2 separate regions of the Mus musculus genome follow, and region 2 is linked to region 1. Evidence: chromatin contacts called from public HiChIP or PLAC-seq data. All regions are on one chromosome and are shown on one strand. Each heading gives the region's core, a stretch centred on a gene start, on an enhancer-like site or on the middle of the called end of the contact. The rest is flanking DNA. Distances are from core to core; before and after follow the strand shown.

The links. HiChIP or PLAC-seq counts read pairs in DNA pulled down with a chosen protein or histone mark.
Region 2: an H3K27ac HiChIP or PLAC-seq map of trophoblast stem cells shows a contact between it and region 1, with 9 read pairs. The contact joins two enhancer-like sites. A contact is called at or near these places in 1 of 39 promoter capture datasets (neural stem cells), 1 of 15 datasets of contacts at CTCF or cohesin (the NIH/3T3 cell line), 4 of 484 Hi-C or Micro-C datasets (bone marrow-derived macrophages, embryonic fibroblasts, embryonic stem cells and 1 more), 26 of 115 datasets of contacts at active chromatin or transcription factors (the NIH/3T3 cell line, bone marrow-derived macrophages, craniofacial prominence and 17 more) and 2 of 9 other capture datasets (adipose tissue and liver).

What each region holds. Positions count from the first base shown.
Region 1 is chr3:131,362,405-131,368,307 of GRCm38.p6, forward strand. The region is part of intron 1 of Sgms2 (sphingomyelin synthase 2); the gene reads right to left. Among named protein-coding and RNA genes, the nearest start is that of Cyp2u1, 62 kb to the left of the region's middle. Within about 2 kb of position 2,492, at least 163 of the 459 cell types and tissues checked have an H3K27ac peak or open chromatin away from gene starts, as enhancers often do. A contact at or near this core is called in trophoblast stem cells, where this site is marked.
Region 2 is chr3:131,501,309-131,507,211 of GRCm38.p6, forward strand. No RefSeq gene overlaps it. Among named protein-coding and RNA genes, the nearest start is that of Gm36863, 4.9 kb to the right of the region's middle. Within about 2 kb of position 3,458, at least 21 of the 459 cell types and tissues checked have an H3K27ac peak or open chromatin away from gene starts, as enhancers often do. A contact at or near this core is called in trophoblast stem cells, where this site is marked.

The sequences.
Region 1 (5,903 bases), core at 1,242-3,741:
CTTCTGACCTCTGCAGGCACCAGCACACAATGAACACACACACACACACACACACACACACACACACACAGGCAAAACATGCATACACATTGAAGGAAACAAGATTTTTAAAGTACTTAAAATGGAAGGTCAACAAGATGGTTCTACAGGAGGAAGCCCCAGGCTCAACAACAGGTGTCTGAGTCCCCAGGTGACATAGAGAAGGACTCCTGCAGCTTGTACTCTGAGCACCACTGCATATGTAGCATACAGATGAATAAAATGTAACACAAAGGGAAAAGAGGAAGAAACACAAAGCAAAAGGAGGGATCTGCAAGTTACCTTCTAGCGCTGCAGATCAAACCCAGGGCCTGTGTGTGCATCGTAGGTCTGTGCTCCGCCACTCAGCTAAATCCCAGCTGCTGACACTGCAGACCTTGGTTTACAGAGGCCGTGCCCAGTGTCCATCCCATCCACTAATGCTTAAGAGTAAACACTTTATCAAACAAGAAGAGAACGTTCGGGTAGTAAATTTTCCATCTTATATTTGATTTTTTTTTTAATGGATAGCACATCACTCCAGTTTTAACCTAGTTGTCATATTCATGTAAACACACACACACACTGCAGAAGTTAATGTATGTATTATATATGTAATATATATATTATATACAAAATACATACATATACGCAGCATAATTTATGAGCAAACTAACATCCATCTATGTATGTATGTATGTATATAAAATCTAGAATCTGCATGAAGAAAATGTGTGATAATTTGCCTGATTTTTAATAATTTGTCTTTCCATCCATTTGCCTGTAATCCTAGCACTTGGCAAGCAGAGGTAGGAACAGGAGGGGTTCAAGGCCAGCCCTAGCTAGATGAGACCCTGCTTCAAAACAAAATAGAAAGAAAAAAAAAAATGTCTCCATAGCTACTGAACAAGAAAGTGTGCTTCTGTGTTTACAGCCAAACGAGATGTCTGGCTAACTCAACTCATGATGTCTGGCTTGGGGGCAGCTCCCAGAAGCAGGGTCCTCAATGGGCTTTGGGTCCTACCACTTCCTTAAGAAAGTGGTAGGACCCAAAGCTCACCAGCCCCACCCAGACGCAACAGACCCTGATGCGGGTTCAGCGGGAAGAAAGGCTCACCCACCACTCCTCATTCTGCCTTCATGTGTCATGGCTCCCACAGGTCTTAGACACAGAACATCTTCTGGTCCATCTGAACTCCTGGCCCCAGGTGAGTCACACTGTACCCACAGGATCCCTTAACATCTGACCTCCCCTCTGCCATCATGCACCTGTTCACAGTCCCACAAAGCGTCCCGGCTCGCTACTTACTCGGGCTTCTCTTTCCTACTAGTTCCGAGCTGAGAGGGTAGACTCCATGTTTTACAACGATGCAGTCGCTGGCCTCTAGCCAAGCACTCTACTGAGGACCTACGGCGGCCGCTGAAAGTACTGCCCATACACATGCAGACTGGAATCATCCTACATTTTGTTAAGACCCCGAAGAACCTGGAGTCGGTCACGTCTGCTTATTTGCATATCCGTCAGATAGAAGCTCCCAGAATTTCATGTGGCTACTTTGTATAATTACATGTCCCATTATAAATTCTACAAAAAAAATTTGTGATGTAGCCTGTGGTATGAAAAAGAAGTAAAAAAACGAAAGCTGCTTTCTTCTTATGTTAGGAGTCACGAGACAAATTCTCACGGTGTAGTGCTAATGTGGCTTTTCAACATCCGATTTGCAAAGTATGGAATTCTGGAGAGCCTCAGAAATGAAGTGGTTTAGTTACAATTTCTGTAATCAGGATTCTCATATCTTCCTATATGGTCCCACTTATCTGTGCCTTCCTTCCGTGCCTTTCTACCTAATTTAGCTGGGCCTCCCTGGAGGCCAGATGTCCCTTCCCCAGCGTACACAGAATAACAGCTGCTTGGCCGCTCTAGCACTTCCTGATTATTGGTGTCAACACCCACAGCCACTTCACCTGGCAGGTGCTATCTGTCCACATCTGAGGAGTGACAAGCTAACCTCAGATATCTATCACAGCGATAGAAGCTATCTGGATCCAGAGCCTATCTCTCCGCCACTAAGTTACGGTGTGACCTTCTGGGACCTTGGGCTATTTTAGTGATTAGGAGTGTGCGCTTTTCCCTCTCTAAAGGCAATGGATTTCATCTCCCGTGGGTCATTCTGTGAAGGAGGTGATTCACTGTACAGCTTTTCCCCACTCCGCTCTTCCTTCTCACGGTCAGGTCAGCACATCTGTGTTTGTCCTAAGCTTACATCCCTCAGGCACTGACAAGTGGCAGGCTAAGGTACCTGATACCCTGAGTGACTGTTCGCCCAGGTCCCCAGTGACTTAAAAGAAGGGCATTTCCTGGAAATGTGGGGGCTGGACATTTCATTGTAGTGAAGTATTCAGGGTGCGAGTCACGGCCGTTGCCTAGTAACCGGAAGGTTTGTGTTTGGCAGTGGAAAAGGCAGCTCAGCCCAGGTACAGCTGATTATTTACCCAGTGTGACCTTCTCCCCGGCTGCACACTGATTCTTGGATTAATGCTTAACCCAGACCCTTTCCCCCAACTTTCCTCACTGGTAGTGGGGGCTCCTTCGGCATTCCCTTTAGGTCGAGAGAATTCAAAGGGGGTATGGCATACGTACGCACGTAAGTACGTACGTACGGAGAATACACCCATTCCTCAGAGCAGAAGGAAAGGCGAGACTGGAACAGGAGACAGGATTCCTGCTCTTCCCGGGAGAGCGAGCGGAATTCTACAGAGTGAGGAAGTCCCCTTTTGGTCACGAATTTACCAGTGAATTTCTCTCTCATAACTCAGTAAACACAGCACACTCCCAAACGGTAGTGACTAATTAATCCTGACCTCATAGGCAAAAAAGCTTTTCCTTTTTGTTTTTGTTTTTTTTTTTTGTAAGAAGACTGAGTCACTTGGTGGAATCCGTCCCAGACCAGAAACAAGATTTCACTTTTTCCCCCTTATATCAAGAATTGTGGGATACAATGGTGAGCAGCTTTGGAACTAAGAGACTTCTCGCCCTCAAATACCATTTGGGTGGCACAGCTGGCTAAAGCCATTTTGTTAATTTTGTCTTGGGATTCGGGATGGAGGATGTAGTTGGGTTCCTGTAGAAGCTAGGGATGCTAGCAGGGAACACTGCACAGTGCTCACCTGGTCCACAAAACCCTGGATGAACAGGGATCTTCAGCCCCCACCCCCACCCCAAACGCTCCGAGCCTGAGTCCCATAAGGCTCCAACAGTGTTTGACTTTTCTTGTAGTTAAAAAAATACTCTTTGAACGTGGATACCATGACATATGATCATATCCATTCTTCCTCCTTTTTTGTTAGATTCTCCATTTCCTGGTTATTTAATATTCAAAAATTGCTATTTTTTTAACCTGAAAACATAGATACATGAATGGGCTTGGATGTTTTTGTTTGTTTTTCTATTTTTAAGTTTCTGTTTTGAGTATTCTGGGTTTTGTTTCATTTGAATGTCCTCAATTTCGGTGAATCTATTTAGACACATACAACAGAGTAAGATGTAAGCTTTGTGTCTGTGGAAAAGCCCTAGATCCTAAATTTATTTAGCATTTTTGGATGGAAGGATACAAAAGCAATTTAAAACCTTTTTCTTCTTGCCCCATAATTTTCATTCTAATACTGGGTTTTCAGTATTCCTTATATCCACAGGTCCTAATAATCACTCTAAGGGTAATATGGACTTGACTTATTTTTAACAGCTATACAAGTATAGACTTAAGTAGCAATTTTTAATTAAAATGTTAATTTCATAAATTCCCCCACCAACACCTCCTATGGCCCCCTCTCAAATTCATGGCCTCTTTTTAATTATTATTGTTACACACACACACACACACACACATATATGTTTATGAATAAATATATAAATACAGACTTGTTTAGAATTGATTGTATGCATGTTTTTAGATCTGATCACCTTAAGCATCATATTAAACCTTTATCATCTTCAAAACAGTGTTCTTTCAAAAGACATATTAAAACAATAGATTATTTAAGAAAAGAGTACTCTTATGATCCCAAACTGATTGCATTTAAACTTGTTAGCAAGATATAAAGGGTATGAATTATTCCCTAAATATTTTAAAGTTCTTAATCTTGTCTAAAGCAAATTTTCTTTGAATAGAGTTAACAGTTGACAGGTGGACTCCTTGTGGCCCTAAAGAAAAAAGTGTTTAGGTCCATGTGTATTGCTGGGACTTGAAAGCTCAGGACTTTAGTTTCTCTGAGTTTGGACTTTAAGAGATGAATTTGCCTGCAGACACCTAATTTAAACTCATGAATGTGTTGGTACCTGCTTCATAAAGACTTTAAAAGAATTTCCTTTCTATGATTGGCTGGGGACTCCTCCTCGTCACATGTGCACAGAGCCCTGTCTATGACAGTGAACCATTTGTTGCCTGTATACCTCGAGATCCAAATGAGCACAGACTGTCTTGCTTTGAAACAGTATTTAACCTTCACTTAGGCATCTTTCCATTGTGGCCAGGTGAACCAGATAGCCTTTACCCCCTGTTTCACAGAGCCTGCAGAAGAACTGAGAAAAATATACAATTCCCTATCACACAGGGAGATAAACGTCTGGGTAATCAAAAAGTTGAGGGCTATAGCAACACAGAGCCAAGGACACGACCTTGTTCAGAAAGTTCAGGGAAGGCTTCCTGGAAGAAAGGCTTTTTCAACTCAGATCTGAAGGATGAAGAGGAATTATGCTGTTGAGTGAGGGATGGTCTGAAACGGAAGGGATAGTGTGTGCACAGGGGGAGTTATATGTTTGCAAACAGTAGGCAAGTCAACTTGGCTGTAATGAGTAAGTCTGGATCGTAGGGAACCCAGAAGAAAAGACATTTGAATTTTAACCAAAGAATAATGGGTTCTGGGGGTAACATTCTCCATTTTGTGTTTTACAGAACTCCCAAATATGATTCTGGACATGGCCATTAGATCATTGTTACATTAAAGAATAAAGAAACACATGAGTCTACGTCTAACCAGTTTCCTGCAGTACCTGTGAGATATTAACACGTGTATGGCTCAGGAAAGACTGTTGGCTAATGGTTCAGCTGGTAAGCAAGGAAGACTTGAACTCAAACCCTATCCTGTCATAGTCTAGCAAGTCACTTAATACTGGGGACAGTCACCTTGAGGTCAGAAGTGGAACCAAGAGTAGAGTGGCTACCCAATAAGTCTGTTGTGAAAACCATGAGGTAACATGTGTAAAACCCTGGAAGTGGTGGCCGCCACAGTGTCACTCACTGCTAACTGCTATGATTAATCTTCACTGACTACATTCCGAATCACACTGGGTACAAGATTCTGAGTGTGTCTATGGTGACATCTCCAGAATGGAAGAGGGAAGGCCGACTCTGAAGACCCACAATATGAACTGGGGTCCTCAAACTGAATAAAAAGGAGAAAGTGTTGGGCATCAGTAATTCTCATTCTCTCTCATTCGTCTCCCTCCCCCATCCTCCATCGTGCTCCTGTGCCTTCCCTGCTATAATGGGATGTCTCCCCATCAACTAAAATAAACCCTTTTGTTAGTGAGCTTCTTGCCCGGCGTTTGATCTCAGCAATAAGAAACGTAGCCAACAACCTGCAAAACCAAGCTAGCGGATGGCTGAGCATCCAAAACCGTTGCTCTTGACTACTGAAAACATAACCTCCTCATCTGACCTTTACCAAAAGACTGAGAGATGACAAAACATGGAAATTCTTAGGGTCATGAATGTAGCTTAGTGGTAGAGTAACAGGTAGCATGTATGAGACCAGAGGATCAATCCTCAACATAAATTAAAACAACAACAACAACAACATGAAAGGGTAAGATAGCATCTCTGTTG
Region 2 (5,903 bases), core at 2,208-4,707, 140 kb after region 1:
GTGTGTATGGTGCAGATTTGTAGAGAGGACAATGGACCAACTCCAGGTTTCATCCTCAGGGAGGTTGTACAGCCCCTTTCAAGGTAGGGTCACTCCTTGGCCTGGAGCTGTACTAGACTAGGTGGCCAGTGAGCCCAAAGGAATCCCCCTGTCTCCTCTTCCCCAGTGCTGGGGTTACAAGTGTCCATCACCATGCCTGGCTTTTCAAATGTGGATTCTGGGAATCATACTCATGTCTCAAGGCTCGCAAGGCAAGCAAATTACTGACTGGGCAATCCCCGCAGCTCATGTTTCTATGGGTATTCTGTTACGAGTTGTAAGTCTGTCAGGAGAAGGCCAGTCACCTTTCAGAGTGGAGTCTCTAGCTATAAAACTAAAGTCAGCCTTCAGATTCTGGTGTGCACCCCAGGAAAGCAAACCCCTGGAGGACACATGGGGACAGCCTTCCAGGATTCACCTCCTTGCATCAGATTCTTTTCTAGTTGTTCCCCTAGCTTTGTTCCAACTAGAAACTCACACATGCTGTCCTCCATGAAGCTTCCTAACCCACCACTGATGACTCACCGTGCATCAGCTCATCTTTCCTCGGGGGACTTGAGATGCAAATTAAAGCATATTTTAAAAACATTAATGTGTAAAGAAGGATGGGATGACTGGAAGACACTAACTTACGAAGACCCGAGTTTCCAGCTGGTAGCCGAAGTGGAAAAAGCCTAAGGAGAACTGTGCCGAGCTGGCTTGCCCATGCACACTTGTTCTGTAAGAAAGGGGTGGTCATAATTACACGGTGCTGCGCTTTCTATAAAAGAGCACCCAGGCAGTGGCCTCAAGCATGGAAGAAATCCCCCATCAATTATCTTTACAACTTCCTAGTACTGTAGTTAAACATGGTCGGGGATAAAGAACCGATGAAGGATGACTAATGAAGGTTAAAGCTTTGACTTCTCCATGGCCTCTTCAGCAGCCTTAGTCTGAGCTGTGCTCTCAGACAGTGGCCATTACAGTATAGATCATAAATAGGATCTATAAATTCAGCATGAAACAACACCTTGCATTCAGACTAATGGTGTTGCTGAAAAGGATCCAGAGCCTCTCTTAGGCCGTTCACTCATTTATCATAGCTGAACTTGTCTCCTTGAATTAAGCTTCCCTGGCTCCCTAGTTTGCATTTGGTATTGAGTATCAAGTGATTATAGATTTGGAAGAAAGTAATTGCTTATCATTGTTTTAAAAATATTTTCTAGACTCTTAAAATTAAATGTTTTTTTATTTAATATCTCAACACTATTGTACTGGCTGGTTTTGTGTGTCAACTTGACACAGGCTGGATTTATCACAGAGAAAGGAGCTTCAGTTGGGGAAAATGCCTTCATGAGATCCGGCTACAAGGCATTTTCTCAATTAGTGATCAAGGGGGAAAGGCCCCTTGTGGGTGGTGCCATCCCTGGGCTGGTAGTCTTGGGTTCTATAAGAGAGCAGGCTGAGCAAGCCAGGGGAAGCAAGCCAGTAAGTAGCATCCCTCCATGGCCTCTGCATTGGCTCCTGCTTCCTGACCTGCTTGAGTTCCAGTCCTGACTTCCTTGGTGATGAACAGCAGTATGGAAGTGTAAGCCGAATAAATCCTTACCTCCCCAACTGCTTCTTGGTCATGATGTTTGTGCAGGAATACAAATCCTAACTAAGACAACTATACTATACCCACTCATACAATTCCAGGCTCATCCTGCTTTTACCGTTTCTAAAAAATTGTGTGTGTGTGATATGCATTTGTTTGATGTATGATATGTATAAAGTATATGCATGTGATATCTGCATATGATGTATATTCATGTATGATATGTATAAAGTATATGTGCTTATGAAATATGTAAGTGCACATTCATGTGTGAATACATGCATGTGTGTGAGTGTTGTGACACGAGTGTGGAGGTCAGAAGACAACACTGAGTATCTGTGTTTACTGTCTGCCTTGTTTGCCACTGGATACTGTACACTGGGATGCATGGAACATAATCGTCCAAGGAGTCTCCTCTTTCTACCTCCCACTGTCTACAGGAGCACCAGCAGATGCACTGATGCTTACCTACGTGGACTTATGGGGATTCAAACTCAGGCCCTCCAGCTCACAACGCATGTTCTTCATCCTTTATTGCTGGCCCTTTCATACCTGAGGAAATGGTGACTGACTTGCCCATGTATTAGATGTCTGGAGAGCTTTCGAGTCCCACTGTCTAAGCTCCACTCTGAACTGATCAAGTTAGACTCTCGAGGTGAGTCCCTGACACAGTGATTTCTCAGAAGCTCTCCAAATGGTTCCAGCGGGTAGCCGAAGGGTGAGAACAACGGCTCAACAACAGTGTCTGACAGAAAGTAGGGACTCAAGAACCTTACTTCGCTTAATGATGGAATGGAATTCAGGTTGCACCACAGAAGCCCTGAAGCTAGGAAAGACTGGAGTTTATGCATATGAAGTGTGGGTTAGGGAGATTGCTAGCAGGGAGAGATTTATAAGATCATTAGTTTAGAATGGGCACAGTGGTTATAAGATTGAATCCAGTCATGGTCAAAGGACCTTATTGAGTACTGCAAGGGACTAGAAATGGTATGGCAGTTAAAGAGACAAAACTACAGTGTTGGGAGGTGGCAGAAATGGACTGTCGAAGTTGTCTGGGGTGGGCCTTGTTCACGCCTTCAGAAGGGACATTCTAGGCTAAGCAGGTTCTGGCCCACACTTTCTCCTGATCCTTTTATGACTCTATATCCACATTCCTCAAGAAAAGCCTGTTGTCTTCTATGCCTGAGGTTACCATTGTTTCCCAGAACAAAGAAACTCACACTTCTGGGTGCTGTGGACCACACCTGTGCTCCCAGCTAAATGGCAGGATCAGGCATGAGGATCATTCTTTCAAGGTAGGCAACCTAATGAGACCCCTTCTTTAAAAAAAAATCACTCAACATATACTAAAGTCTTATTGTGAATTATTCATTGAAAGAGAGTATGATGGGGTTGGAGCTCTGAAAGCTGAGAGCAGAGAAAGCAAAGATAGTCAACTAAAGGCCTACGCTCTCCTTTGTAGTTTTGCTTGAGGCTATTTACCTAGGGTTTCTACTGAGGAAAAAAAAAGATCCATAAAACTACCCCACTATACAGGTCCTGTAATGTTCCAGGAGGAAAACAGTTATGGAAAATGGCTGTGACGTTGATTCTTTATATGAATAAAGCTTCTACTTATTTCTTATTTAACTTATCACATGCCACATTGTAAAACTCTGATGGTGAGTGAGGTAAGAGTGTGGGACCCCAGGAAAAGAGGGAGTTTCTACCCTGCCCCCTCCCTAACATCACAGTTGTTTCTCATGAATTACCTTAAGATAGCTGCTGAAGGTCGTGTGATCCAATGGTGAAGGAGTTTGTAACTTGTGATTTATGAAGACGCGGTTGTACTTCCTGCAGCAAGGTAAACATTAACCTTCTAGAAGGAACATTGCAGTCTTGATAATCTGCAGCATCGATGGGCACACAGAGTATCTGGGGCCATCGTGTAAACCCTTCAGTACAAGCCTAGAGCGGTCCTTGGTTAGGAATCGATCTATTTCTGAGAAACAGTCAGCATTCAGAGCAGGAAATCCTGGTGATTGCTCTCACGGTGCTGCTGCAGCAGCCCCAAGTCGGAGGAAGTTACAAGAGGACAAACTGAGCCTACATTGCAACAGGGGAGGGAAGGTGAACCACAGGCGTGGGCACAGAGCTCTGCCTGGGAAGAAAACACAGATGGGCTGGGAGTTGTGGGCCACATCTGCCATCCTAACTCGTGGGAAATGGAGGCATGGCGATCAAGACTAACCTTGAGTACGTGGCGAGTTCAAGCCTTGGGCTACATCACACCCTACCTCTAAAGGCAAAAGAGAACTGGAAGCTGAGTATTTTGATCAGATTGCAATATGAAAATTCTGTGTTTTAGACTACCTCCCAAGGTGTTCTCTCCATGTTTCTTAATCCAGTGTCCCTTGGGACACTGGTCCTGAGACCAGCTCCTTGCTCGTTACAAAGAACTCTGAGACCACACATTCCATTCCATGTCCTAGAAGAAAACCCATAAAGCATACAGTGTTGGAAGGGTTCTGAGGGGACTAGGGGTAGTGGAAGAGGAAGGTTTGTTTTGTTTTGTGACAAGCTCTTTTCATGTCTATGACCATGGAGTCTCTTCTAATGGAAGGTTTAACAGCGCGTTCCCTGGAATGCCACTTCTTAAGAGGCAGGATCTCACGGTGGGTAAGGACCTTCAGCTTTTCTTGTTCCTGTGTCATTCAGATGTCTTTATGCCCAATCGTTCTGCTTTATCAAAGAGTCCCAAGAGCAGGACACAGCAACTTTTCGTGGCAAGCAGAAGTCTTCACTTATTTATCACTGGGCTAATCAATTACCGCAGACCCTGCTCCCAGTAAAGCTTAGTCAACTGTCCAGACAGCAGTGGCATTTCAGCTTAACAGGTAAGATGGCAGTAACTTTGATCTAGCATGATCATGCGTGTGCCATCCAGTGTCAATTCCACGTGGCTCCCACAGGTGCTCCTCTGATTGCTTCTCTCAGATGAAGCATGGACATCATCACTACTTTGCTCTGAATCCATTCGGAAGTGATTTGGCTTTTGTTATCTGGGCTTTGGATGCTGAGTCTTGTGAGTTGAATGCCCGAGTACCATAGACTGGATCCCTGCAAGTTTCTTTGTAAGGGAAGGTATTACAGAGCAAAATGAGTGTTTATCTTGTGTGTTAGCTTCCTATGGGCTTAGTGCAACAGCAATTTATGGTATCACAGTTCTAGGAGTTAGATAGAAGCCTGGGGGTAAGCTGTTGCAGGACCCTGTTTGTCTGAAGCCTCCAGGGACTGGTTCTCCTCTGGCGCTTCCAGCCTCTAGTAGCCCCAAATAGCCTTTGGCTTGTGGCAGTATCACCTTGGTTGCTGCTTCTACTACTGCAGTTAATTCTCTCTGCCTCTGCACGTTGCCAGCCCTTTTACTCATGTCTGTCCCCGAGCCCAAATATCTTCATTGTGTAAAGATACCAGTCATATAGTATCAGGAACCATATAAACTCCTTTAAACCACATCACACTGTTTCCTTATATTCTCAAGTGTTGGGGGTTAGGACTTCAACATATCACTATGAGGAAAACATAGTCCAACTCATAGCATCCTGGAAACGAATCCTCTGAATTTAAGGGCAAGGGGACTAAAGACAAGCAATAGCTTCCCCTCAGCCAGCACATCATTTTTACTTTCTTGGGAGGAGACACAGAGGCCAAGAGTGGCCAGACAGACGATTTCTAGTGCTTTCTTTTCTCCAAGGGTTGGAATTTACAGATAACCCAAGCTCCCTCTTGAAGATGAGGAGGTAGAAATAGACTGCCCCATTCCCAAAACATCAAGCAGTGGTGGCTGTGGGGCCAATTAGCTCTTTGGAGATACTCGAGGTCCTGCCTTAAAATGTTGTCTCTCCTGGGTCCAAATGTGCACCTGTGTGCACTGATAAACCTGGTTACCTAGACGCCAGGAACTAGAGTGCTCCTTGGTGCACATGGGGCCACCTCCAATTGGCCATGCCCTTGGGAGCTGGTCGTTTCAGGCCTGAGCTTTGTTGTTGCCAAGTGTTCTCACTGGTCTTAGAAATAGCAGTTAGCAACTAACGTGCAATGTGTACTTAGATTTTCAATTAAGATTTGGGAGAGAAGAGTGAATGTCCAGTATTGGGGAAAATGGAGTTGTACTTGGAACAGGGGTCATTGTCTTAAACAGCAGTGGAGGAGGCTGGGCTCAGTTGGTAAGGTGCTTATCACACAAACATGGGACCTGCGCTCAGATCCCCAGAACCGATGGATAAAGCGGGACACAGAAACACACACT